Linked DNA regions of Mus musculus: region 2 is linked to region 1. The links are chromatin contacts, called in public ChIA-PET maps. All regions are on one chromosome and are shown on one strand. The core of a region is the stretch at or near the end of the contact, and the rest is flanking DNA. Distances in the headings are between cores, read along the strand shown. Region 1 holds the start of Impdh1 (inosine monophosphate dehydrogenase 1). Region 2 overlaps Ccdc136 (coiled-coil domain containing 136).

The links. ChIA-PET counts read pairs in DNA pulled down with a chosen protein or histone mark.
Region 2: an RNA polymerase II ChIA-PET map of memory CD8 T cells shows a contact between it and region 1, with 21 read pairs. The contact joins the enhancer-like site here to the promoter of Impdh1 in region 1. A contact is called at or near these places in 1 of 39 promoter capture datasets (embryonic stem cells), 1 of 484 Hi-C or Micro-C datasets (embryonic stem cells), 2 of 115 datasets of contacts at active chromatin or transcription factors (embryonic stem cells and memory CD8 T cells) and 3 of 9 other capture datasets (adipose tissue, liver and pancreatic islet).

The regions. Positions count from the first base shown.
Region 1 is chr6:29,213,647-29,218,577 of GRCm38.p6, forward strand. It overlaps Impdh1 (inosine monophosphate dehydrogenase 1), which reads right to left and starts at 2,718. Exons shown (of 15, transcript NM_001302933.1): 1 at 2,426-2,718. The coding sequence starts at 2,595.
Region 2 is chr6:29,413,441-29,418,371 of GRCm38.p6, forward strand. It overlaps Ccdc136 (coiled-coil domain containing 136), which reads left to right. Exons shown (of 18, transcript NM_001347071.1): 12 at 1,346-1,540; 13 at 1,991-2,215; 14 at 3,632-4,138; 15 at 4,492-4,713. Among named protein-coding and RNA genes, the nearest start is that of Flnc, 17 kb to the right of the region's middle. Within about 2 kb of position 2,226, at least 28 of the 459 cell types and tissues checked have an H3K27ac peak or open chromatin away from gene starts, as enhancers often do. A contact at or near this core is called in memory CD8 T cells, where this site is marked.

The DNA of each region.
Region 1 (4,931 bases), core at 1,468-3,967:
AACAGAGGCTGTTCCATGCATGTGCAAAGGGAAAGGCGAGTCTCCCATGGAGCTCAGTATTACAGAGGATTTACAGATGTCTTCTTGGCTCTTGGGAGGTGGGCACCAGTGGAGCCCAAAGGATAGGGCCTGGTGTAAGCCCCGAAGACCCTGGAGCATGGGAAAGGAGAGGAGAGTGTCCGAGTCCTTGGCAAAGCAGGGATTGGTATCTGCTTGCCAGGGATCCTCTCGGGTTCTCCAGCACTCAGGGCTTCATTCTAGAAGCCCAGGCCATACGGGGAGCCAGCACTAGAACCTCTTGCTTGTTACTTATAGTCAGAACAGTGAGACTAGCCAGAAGACACACCCTGGTTATTCTGAACCACCCTTCCTAGACACAGAAGAAATAGCCACCATATCAATCATAGGCTCTGAGCATGGCCTGTCCCAGTGGTCTCTCTGGGTTTCTAAGGAGCCTACTCTGGGTCACTATTCCCTACATCATGAGTCAAGACTGGCTCTGGTTCAGGGTTCAGCCAAGGCTGGTGGTGCCCAGAACAGCTAGAACCCATCACCTCAGGTAACTTTAATGTGTCATCTGCCCCAGCCTAGGACTTTGGGTCCCAAGAGAGGAGACTGGCAGCTATGGGGAGGGTCACCTTCCCAGTGATTACAGACTTCAGGGCCCCATTCTCCCTCCTGCTTTGACCTATGTCAGAGCTCTTTATTACTCTAAGCTGCTGGGCTCAAGGCTGGGTTAGGCTGTCCTTTTCTAGAGACTTAATCCATCCCCCTGGCTTCCCCCCTCCCTCTTCCTGCAATTCCCCAGCTGCTTCCTCCACAGGGAGGAGACACCAGGCAACCAGTGGGCCTCTTTAACGCAAGGAAGGGCAGCTGGTCCCCTGAGACTCCCCTCCTCACAGCTTCAAGGGCAGGGGGCAGGCCTAAGGCAGCTGCTCAGGGGAATAGGGGAATAGTGTCCACCAGGGCACTAAAGTTCAGGCAAGCAGTCCAGAGGACTCTATCTGATCTGAGGTTGTTTAGAGGAACAAGATTTCAAAACAACACTTTTAGGGGGGAAAAGGTAAAGACAACATTAGCATTGTTATGCCGGGATAAATAGGCAGGGCTCACCCAAGTTCAAGCCAGAGAGACCAGTAATGCTGCTGGACTGAAGCCTAGGGCTTCTCAGAGAACCCTTGCCTTTTCCTACACCTTCATTCAGGTTGGTGGAGGCAGATAGAGGTCTTAGCTGGCAGGTTTTGGATTTTATACTGGCCTGGCTGGGGTCCAAGTTTACACAGGCCATTCTGAGCCTAAGTGGGGGGCGGGAAGTGTGGGGTTGGCACTGTCCCTTTGATGCAGCAGTACATCTGAAAAAGAGATGCACCTGCCTGAACTCTGAGATTCTACAGTCCTAGTTTCCTTCGAGCTCACAAGTACCGTGGCCCGCTTCCTCCCATATAGTGGCACCTCTCTAAAACCCCAAGCCCTCCAAACTAGATTTCTATTATAGAAAAACGGATGGCAGGTTGCTTAAGCCTAAGTCAGTTCTAAAGAGACAGCCAGCAACGGCAGGAGGGGCTGGGCTTCGTAGCCCCAAAAGCCGTTAAAAGTTCTTACATAAGCGGCCAAACCCTGGGCAGAAGAACTACCTGGCTAATTCCCCAGACCACCCTCCCCTCAAAACCCAGCTGCCAGATCACCTCCCCAAGCTGCTGAGCACCAGCAGATGGGGTAGAGAAAGAAGTCCAAATCCCCTGGACCGGAAGGACAGTAGGATTGCATTTCAAACTGCGATACAATCCAGAGATTAGCCGCTGTCTCTTTTTTCAGCTCGTTCCCTTGAGGCCCAGTTCACTGCCCCAACTCTTTCTCCAGGGACCCTCATTCATTGCCTTTCAGACCCCCTGCATTGGGGTACAAGTCTTTCCAAGGAGTGAACAGCAGCCGCCTCACTGGATCTCAGTGCCTGGTGAGAAAGTGCAAGTACCTTCCCCTAGTCCTAGGGAGACACTCAATCCGGACACCCACACCTATTGAATACATTCTAGGAAGAAGAAAGCTGAGGAGAAAGCGCCGTTGGACCGGGACTCCAACAAGCACTTTTTGTACCCCAGAGGTCGGAGCCACTTGTACCAAGCGTCGCTGAGTGTGTAGTATAGGTCGGATCTTAGATAAAATGTTAGGGAGCGATATTACAACCTGCGCCCTCTCTCCAGCTCCCCGGAGTAACGCGGCACTGAACTGTTTGCACAGTGCCCGCCTGCATCCGCCAGCCAAGAGTCAGGTGTATGACAGTCTAACTGCGTCTGGGGAAGTGCAATGGCAGTAGAGGGGACCTGCCTCTGGCCTCCCCCGCAGCGCTACCCGGTCTCCCGGCGTTGCCGCGCCCTTCTCTGCCGCCCGCCCCGGATGCGCCCGCGCGCCTTGCCCTGGGCGTCACCTCTCCGGCTCGTAGCCGGCCTGCAGCAGGCGGGCGCTGTACCGCTGCGCCGCGGTCTCATGTCCCGGGTGTTGCCGGGCTCCGGGCTCTGGAGCGGCAGCCGCTCCACCTCCCTGCAGCAGCGGCGAGAGCAGCCCGGACTCCGGTGGGGGTGAGAGCGGTTCCTCCATGCCATGCGGAGGCCGCAGCTCTAGGCGGCGGGAGCCTCTCCGCGTGGAGGCTCCCGAACCGGCGTAGGCAATAAGAGCCCCAGTCCGCTCCCGGAGGGAGCGGGGTAGTGGGCGGGGTCTACTGGAAGGGGCGGGGCTGGTTGTTGGGAGGCGGGGCTCTGGAAGAGCTGGTTTGGGGTCCTGGAGTCCATAGGGCTCCGCCCTTGGCACTACGCTCTGTTCCGCCCCCATGAGACGCCACTCAGGCTGAAAAGTAAGCAGATGAGCAGATGGTGAGGTGGAGCGAGGTTTGTGTTCTTCAAGGACCCAACTGAAGAGGACCCTCCGCTGTACCCTGTGTCGTGCACCTTCGAGTTTCTCCTGGTTTCATCTGAGGAAAAGGAGCGCAAACACCAGGGTAATGAACTATTATTGCATGGCCTCTTGGAGTGCTTCCAGTCCTGGGCAAGAGAGGTGGGACACTCCAGCAAGCCCTACCTATTCAACAACCCTCACCATTTCTTTATACTGCTACCCAGGGAAGACAAACAGGCTACTAGCTCCTGAAGGAAAAGACCCTAGTCTTGCCCTGCTTATAGTCTTCCTTTACAGGGAAGTAGGGCTGAGCACACACGCACTAACTCGCATTTGCTCATCTGCTGCCTAGAAAACACTTTCTATTTCAGCTTTGTTACTATTGTCAGCTTTCATAAAGCAACTCTCTGGGAAAGCAAGAAGAGTTACTGCCTTCGGGCAATTTGTTCGAGGAGGCCGAGTAGATAGAAAACAAACAACTGACAATTCTTACACTGAATACTTTTTTTTTTTTTTTAACATCTGACGATCTCAGGAATAAATAATAGACGCTTGGTGATCTGGGGCTGTTAAGATGGCTCAGTGATTAAGAGCACGGGTTGCTTTTCCATAGGACCCTGGTTCAATTCCTAGCACCCATATGGCAGCTTACAACTGTCAGGTTGTAACAGGTGATTCGTTGCCTTCTTCTGGGTTCTACAGGCACTGCATGAACATGCTGCACAGATATACATGTAGAAAGACACCTACACACATAAAATAAATAAAGTTGGATGATCTGCTGGCACTAAGATCCATTTCAAGAACCCAAAATTATGGTCTTTGTGTTGGCTAGTTTGATGTCAACTTGACAGAAGTTAACTCTGCCCTTGGTACCAGACTCTGTCGTGGGCACACACCCCTCCCCCCATCTGAACCAAGTAAATGTCAATTGAGAAAATGATAAAATGACTAAGATCAGGCTGTAGAGCATTTGCTTAGTGGTTGGGAGGCCCCAGCCTACTGTGGGTGGTGCCATCCCTGGGCAGGTGGTCCTGGGTTCTATAAGAAAGTAAGCTGAGCAAGCCATGAAGATCATGGCACCTCCCCATGGCCTCTGCATCAGTCAGTTTCTGCTTCCAGATTCCAGCCCTGTGCCGGGCGTGGTGGCGCACGCCTTTAATCCCAGCACTCGGGAGGCAGAGGCAGGCGGATTTCTGAGTTCAAGGCCAGCCTGGTCTACAAAGTGAGCTCCAGGACAGCCAGGGCTATACAGAGAAACCCTATCTCGAAAAAAAACCAAAAAAAAAAAAAAAAAAAAAAAAAAAAAAAAGATTCCATTCCAGCCCTGCTTGAGTTCCTGTTCCAACTTCCTTCAATGATGAACCACAATGTGAAGTATAAGCCAAATAAACCCTTTCCTCTCCAATATGATTTTGGTCATGGTGTTTCATCACAGCAACAATAACCCTAAGTAGGACAGCCATTAATCCAAACACTCAGAAGGCGGAGCTACAATGATCTCTGTGAGCTCAAGGCCAGTCTGGACTACATAGCAAGTTCCAATCCAGCCAGGGATGCACAGTTAAACCTATCTCAAATAAATACATACATACATACATACATACATACATACATACATACATAAGCAAGCAAAGACAGACAGACAGAAAGAAAGAAAGAAAGAAAGAAAGAAAGAAAGAAAGAAAGGAAAGAAGGAAGGAAGGAAGGAAGGAAGAAAGAAAGAAAGAAAGAAAGAAAGAAAGAAAGAAAGAAAGAAAGAAAGAAAGAAAGGCAAGCAAGCAGAATTAGGCCACACTAGGTGGTGCAGGACTGTAAGTAATCTCAGCTACCTCAGAGGTTGAGGTAATAGGAACACAGCAATTGTGGTGGTTTGCATATGCTTGGCCCAGGGAGTGGCACTATTAGGAGGTATAGCTTTATTGGAGTAGGTGTGGCCTTGTCGGCAGAAGTGTGTCACTGAAGAAGTGGGCTTTGAGACCCTCCTCCTAGCCACATGAGAGCCAGTCTTCTCCTGTCCGTCTTTGGATCAAGGTATAGAA
Region 2 (4,931 bases), core at 976-3,475, 200 kb after region 1:
AGGATATGGTCTGTACCTTGAATGCTGATTTGAGTATTAGAAGAACCAGTGCTCTTTTAGGATATAGTCAGACTTGAAGTAAATTCCCAAATCTTGAATTTTGCTTCAAATTAAACAAAATGCTATTCTTGTTTTGTTTTGTTTTGTTTTTTAGAGATGAGTGTTGAGACAGAGTCTTGTGTTTAGACTAGGTTACCCTTGAACTTGTGGTGATTCTCCTGCTTCCACTTCTATTGCTCAGATTATAGGCATGTACCACCATACCCAGCTTGGTACAGGACAATATTTTTGACTCACTTTCTTTAAGAAAATAATTCCAGCAATGATACATAAGGGTTTGTTGACTTTTTCTGTGGTGTATAAGATGTCAGTCAGCCATTGCCATTTACCCTGTTGAGCACTGTCAGCCCTTGATTATGATAGGAACTAGAAAGGAGTGGAGCCCCTTGGGGAAAAGGCATAAGAGTCTTGGGAGATGGTGAGCCTGGCCATGTTCTGCGAGGGTGCTCCGGCTCCTGCCTCTCCCAGTAGTAGACAGTGACCCTAGGGAAAGGCCTTTATGATATAGAGGACTGAGAAGGTCACAGTCTGGTTGCCATTCCATCCCAGGGCTTACATTTTGCCTGCTTTCTTCACTCCCACTCAGTTGAGAGATCCACTGGATCCCTGATTTGCTTCAATACCTCGTACAGTGCTAGAGCTTACAGGAAGTGAAAGGTGTGCTGCCGTACAAGTCACTGAGGTTTTACTTGATTTTAAAATACCTGGTTCTGAGAATAAGAGGCTAATGTAGCTTTAACCCAAATTCAGCAATGGCTCTTACTTTACTAAAGGTTTTACAGTATGATTAAGACTAGGGATGTAGCTCGGTGGTAGAGCACTGGCCTAGCATACATTAGGTCCTAGGTTCAATTTCCAATATGGGTGTCAAAAGTCAGGAAAACAAAAAATAAGAAAAATTATATCCAAATTAAGTCCTGATTGATGAAGTAAATAAATTAAGTCTAAAAACAATTGACAGGGTGGCTTGAACTGGTTTTCCCTGCACTGCTGGGAGCTGGAGATAGTGTGTCACAGGGAAGGGAGGGCACTGAGATCTCTGCTTCTCAAGCTACTCTCTGGGAGCGTGGCAGATGAGCTTAGTACAGTATGATGGAGTGCTCAGAACTACCTAATGGCGCCCCCTTAACATAGAGGTCTGAGCTGCACAGGGCGATCAATCCAGGTGACTGAACAAGGAAGAGAGGGGGCCGAAAAAGTGGCAGGAGGCAGGGAGCACACGGTGCTGTGCCAGCCCCTAACTATACCTTCTGTAGTAACCTTGCCCTGCACTCCTGACCCATAGTGTGATGCTCTGCTGGCCAGACTGACAGAATTGCAGGACAAGTTCAAAGCCAGCCAGGAGGAGATTGGGCACCTGCAGATGGAACAGTGTGAGCTCCTGGAGGACCAGAGGAGGCTGCAGGAGGAGCAGGGCCAGCTGCAGGAAGAGCTGCACAGGCTCACATTCCCACAGCCCAAATGTGGCATCTTGCAGAAGGTACTCATTGCCAGGGCGAGACCATTGATCAGGGGGAGGCTGCTCTGAGAGGCTTCCAGGTATAGCTGTCCATGGGGAAGAGAGGGAAGTGAGCAGTTTCCTTTCTTGCTCAGGTACCTTTTATTTTCTTACCATTCTCCCCACAGAGCTGATTTGGGTTTTTCTTCATAAAGGCTTTAAACTTTAACATTTATATTCTGAAGTCTGTGCAGTGTTATGTATTTAGCTATTTGGTCAGTCTGGAGGAAGTACACCTGAAATCAGTTTGTGAACTGTAAAATATCTACACATTGGAGTCTTTTTTTTTTCCGATTAGCAAACTTCCATGGAAAGAACCGCTTTCCCCAGAAGGGCTCTGTGAAGCAGGGAAGAGGCAGAGCCCAGCAGGGATGGGGCTGAGGAGGGCGTTTCTTCCTTAATCGCCGCCTTTCCTTCCTCCTCCCTACTCAGAGTCAGGAGCTGCTTTCAAAGCTGCAAGATCTGTGTGAAATGCAGCTGCTCTACCAAAACATGCAGGAGCAACAGCGAAAGCTGACACAAAACCAGGAGTGTGTACTGAAGGAGCAGCTAGAGGCACACAAGCATCTTCGAGGTTTCAAAGAGTCTCATTTCCAGGAAGTGTTGGCGAACCCTCAAGATGCTAGAGGGCCTAAGTCCTCCAGTTGTGAGAATAAGGTAACCACAGCAGCAGGAAGGGGTTTGGCTCTTGTGAGGACAGCTGTGCGGCAGGGAAAGGGCTCTGTAGAAGAGTTGAACCAGGAAGGCCTATTTGGATAGGAAGTAGGATGAGACTGACGCCCTTGTCAGGGTCTTCCACGGGCTCCACTACTTAGACACCCTGAGTATCTCACGCAGAGGCGCACGCTCTGCTGTGATGTTTGGATGCAGAATGATTTTCTTTTTAAAGAGCTGAAGAGAAAGCAGCATCTAGAACAGAGTTTAGGTGGCCTGGAAGGTCTGTCTGACCACTGGGTTCTATCCCCACAACATGGCATTTTCAAAATATGTGCAATCAGCTCACTGTTTGTTTTGATTCCTGTTGACCAGCCCTGAGTGTGTCATCTTTTTGTGTGGGCTAGAAAGTCTGCTCCATTGTCAGAGTCTGTAACCTTTTGAGTCTCCATAACAAATCTAGCCCCAGTCATCTCCAAGGAAAACAGTTGCAGCAGACAGGATCATGGTGCCAACTACATTATTTTACTGAACGTTGGGCCAGGTTATAGGAACTAAATAGAAAAATCATTGTTTGTCAGACACTATCAGGAGTCACTGTCATGCCTGTGAGGTAAGATGGCTAGGAATTTCTACACAAATCTGTTCAGAGTTGGGCAATAAATTTGGTCCAAGGTCTCAGTGTAAGCAAGAGCAGGTAGACAGTTTCAGTTCAGGCTAAAACTACCAGTTTTAATATTCCCATGAACAAGGAGAATCAGGAAATGGAGGAAGTCCAAACTGTGGGACTTCTTGAGCATTCCAGGGGTGTTAGATATCCAGGCTGAGAGCCTGGGTAGCATAGAAACTGGGAAGTCACGTGTAAACTGTTTCCTTGATCTAATACTGAATGTATACTTGAGGCATGGAAAACATACTTTCAGGGAGAAGGTACAGGGACTAGTGAGGAGCAAGACCTTGATTCCAAGCCTGAATCTTCCAAGAAACAAATTCATAGTCACACATTTGCAGCTGGGCTGATTGTCCCATGAGGGGTGGTGGAGAGGACTGAGCCCAAGGTCAGGATGGGGGCACTTGACTTAAGAAGATCATCGGTGTGATAGGGAGCCCGGGTGTGCGTGAGACCTACCTACACAGCTTCAGGGAGGAAGTTTCTGCCAGAGTACAGAAACCAGTAGAACGGGAGCTCTAAAATCACTTAGTATCTGTCCTGGGAGATTTTTTTCAAAGTAGCAGAAAGCTGCCCCACACCAGTCTCCTGTAGGTTAAGGCAAAGGCAAAGGCCTTGTGAAACAGAGGTAGGTGTGTGTGCTCTTCTCTCAGGTAAGCACTCACATCTGCCCTAGGAGAGGGGCAGCTGAAAGGACTGGAATATCTCACAGTAATGGTGATGTCTCCTGCCCCCTGCCTCCCCCCTAGTTCAAGGTGCTTATGGACCAGCTGCAGGCTCTGCAGGTGCTATATGACACCAGTCAGAAACAGCAGGAGGTACTGCAGCGGGAGCATGGGCGGCTCATGGAGGAGCGGAAGAGGCTGCAGGCTGAGCTACAGCTCTGCATGGAAGAAATGCAGGTGCTCCAAACTCAGTCCCCCATGATAAAAAGGAGTTTTGAGTACTGCGGGAAGAACTCAGGCAGCAGGGCCCCCAGCACTGAGAACTTCCACAGGAGTTACGAGAGCTCCATTGATGAAAATGAGGGCTATCAGAAGAGTTATGTGAGCTCCCAGCCCAGCACTGAAACCTTCCTCAAGAGCTATGACAGTAGCACCAGTGCCAACGAGGCCTTTGAGAAGAGTTACTGCTCCAGCAGCACAAGTGTGAGCTATAAGAAGAGTTATGGCTCTGTCAGTAGTGGTGAGACCCTTCACAGGAGCTATGCCAGCAGCAGTACTGATGAGGACCCAGCTGAGCCTGAAGACTTGGAGGTAACCATTGCCAGGTTATTGGTCAGGCAGGGAAGGTGGGTTCCTCTGAAAGAAACAGCACCAGGGGAAGGGCATATGAATGAGATAGGAGCAGGGGCAGAGCAGGCTCGGAGTATGGAAGACTTCTGCTAGTGACTGTCCTGCTTCCTCTTACTCCTGACAGACGTGTCCTGGTTTGCACAAAGACCCCGAGGTTCAGGACTTTGAACATAGTCAGGATGTTCTTTATGGGAGGAAGTATGGTCCCCCCGCCCCACCCCCAGGCAGCTCCAGGAAAGGGCCAGAGGTGTAGAGTGTAGGACAGAGATCAAGGGCTTCTTGGGGTGCTGTCATCAATCCCCCACTCTCTGCAGCACTTTGAGGAAACAGTGGCCAAGGTGCTGACCAAGTTGCAGGCAGTGAAGGCCCTGTACCAAGTGAGCCAGGAAGAGCACTGCCAGCTGCAGCAACGGATGCACAGGCTGCTGGCCAAGCAGAAGGAGCTCACAGAGGAGCTGCAGTGCTGCGAGAAGGAGCTGAGGGAGTGCATGGAGAGCCTGGGGAAGCCCCTGCCTCCCCAGAGTGACAAGTGCGAGGTAACAGTTGCCAGTGCCAGAGAGCCACCTTAGAGAACGGGGCGTGGGGGTGAGGGGCCGGCAGTCTGCAGCATCTGATGGGCATTGTCAGGTGAAGGACCCTCCAGTGCTCACTGTCCTGTGACTTACTGGTAATTCCAGGCTACTTTCGTGACGATGCTCTCTCCCCTCGCTGCTTCTATTCTGTCTTTTACTTTGTACCCCAGAGCACTTGTATG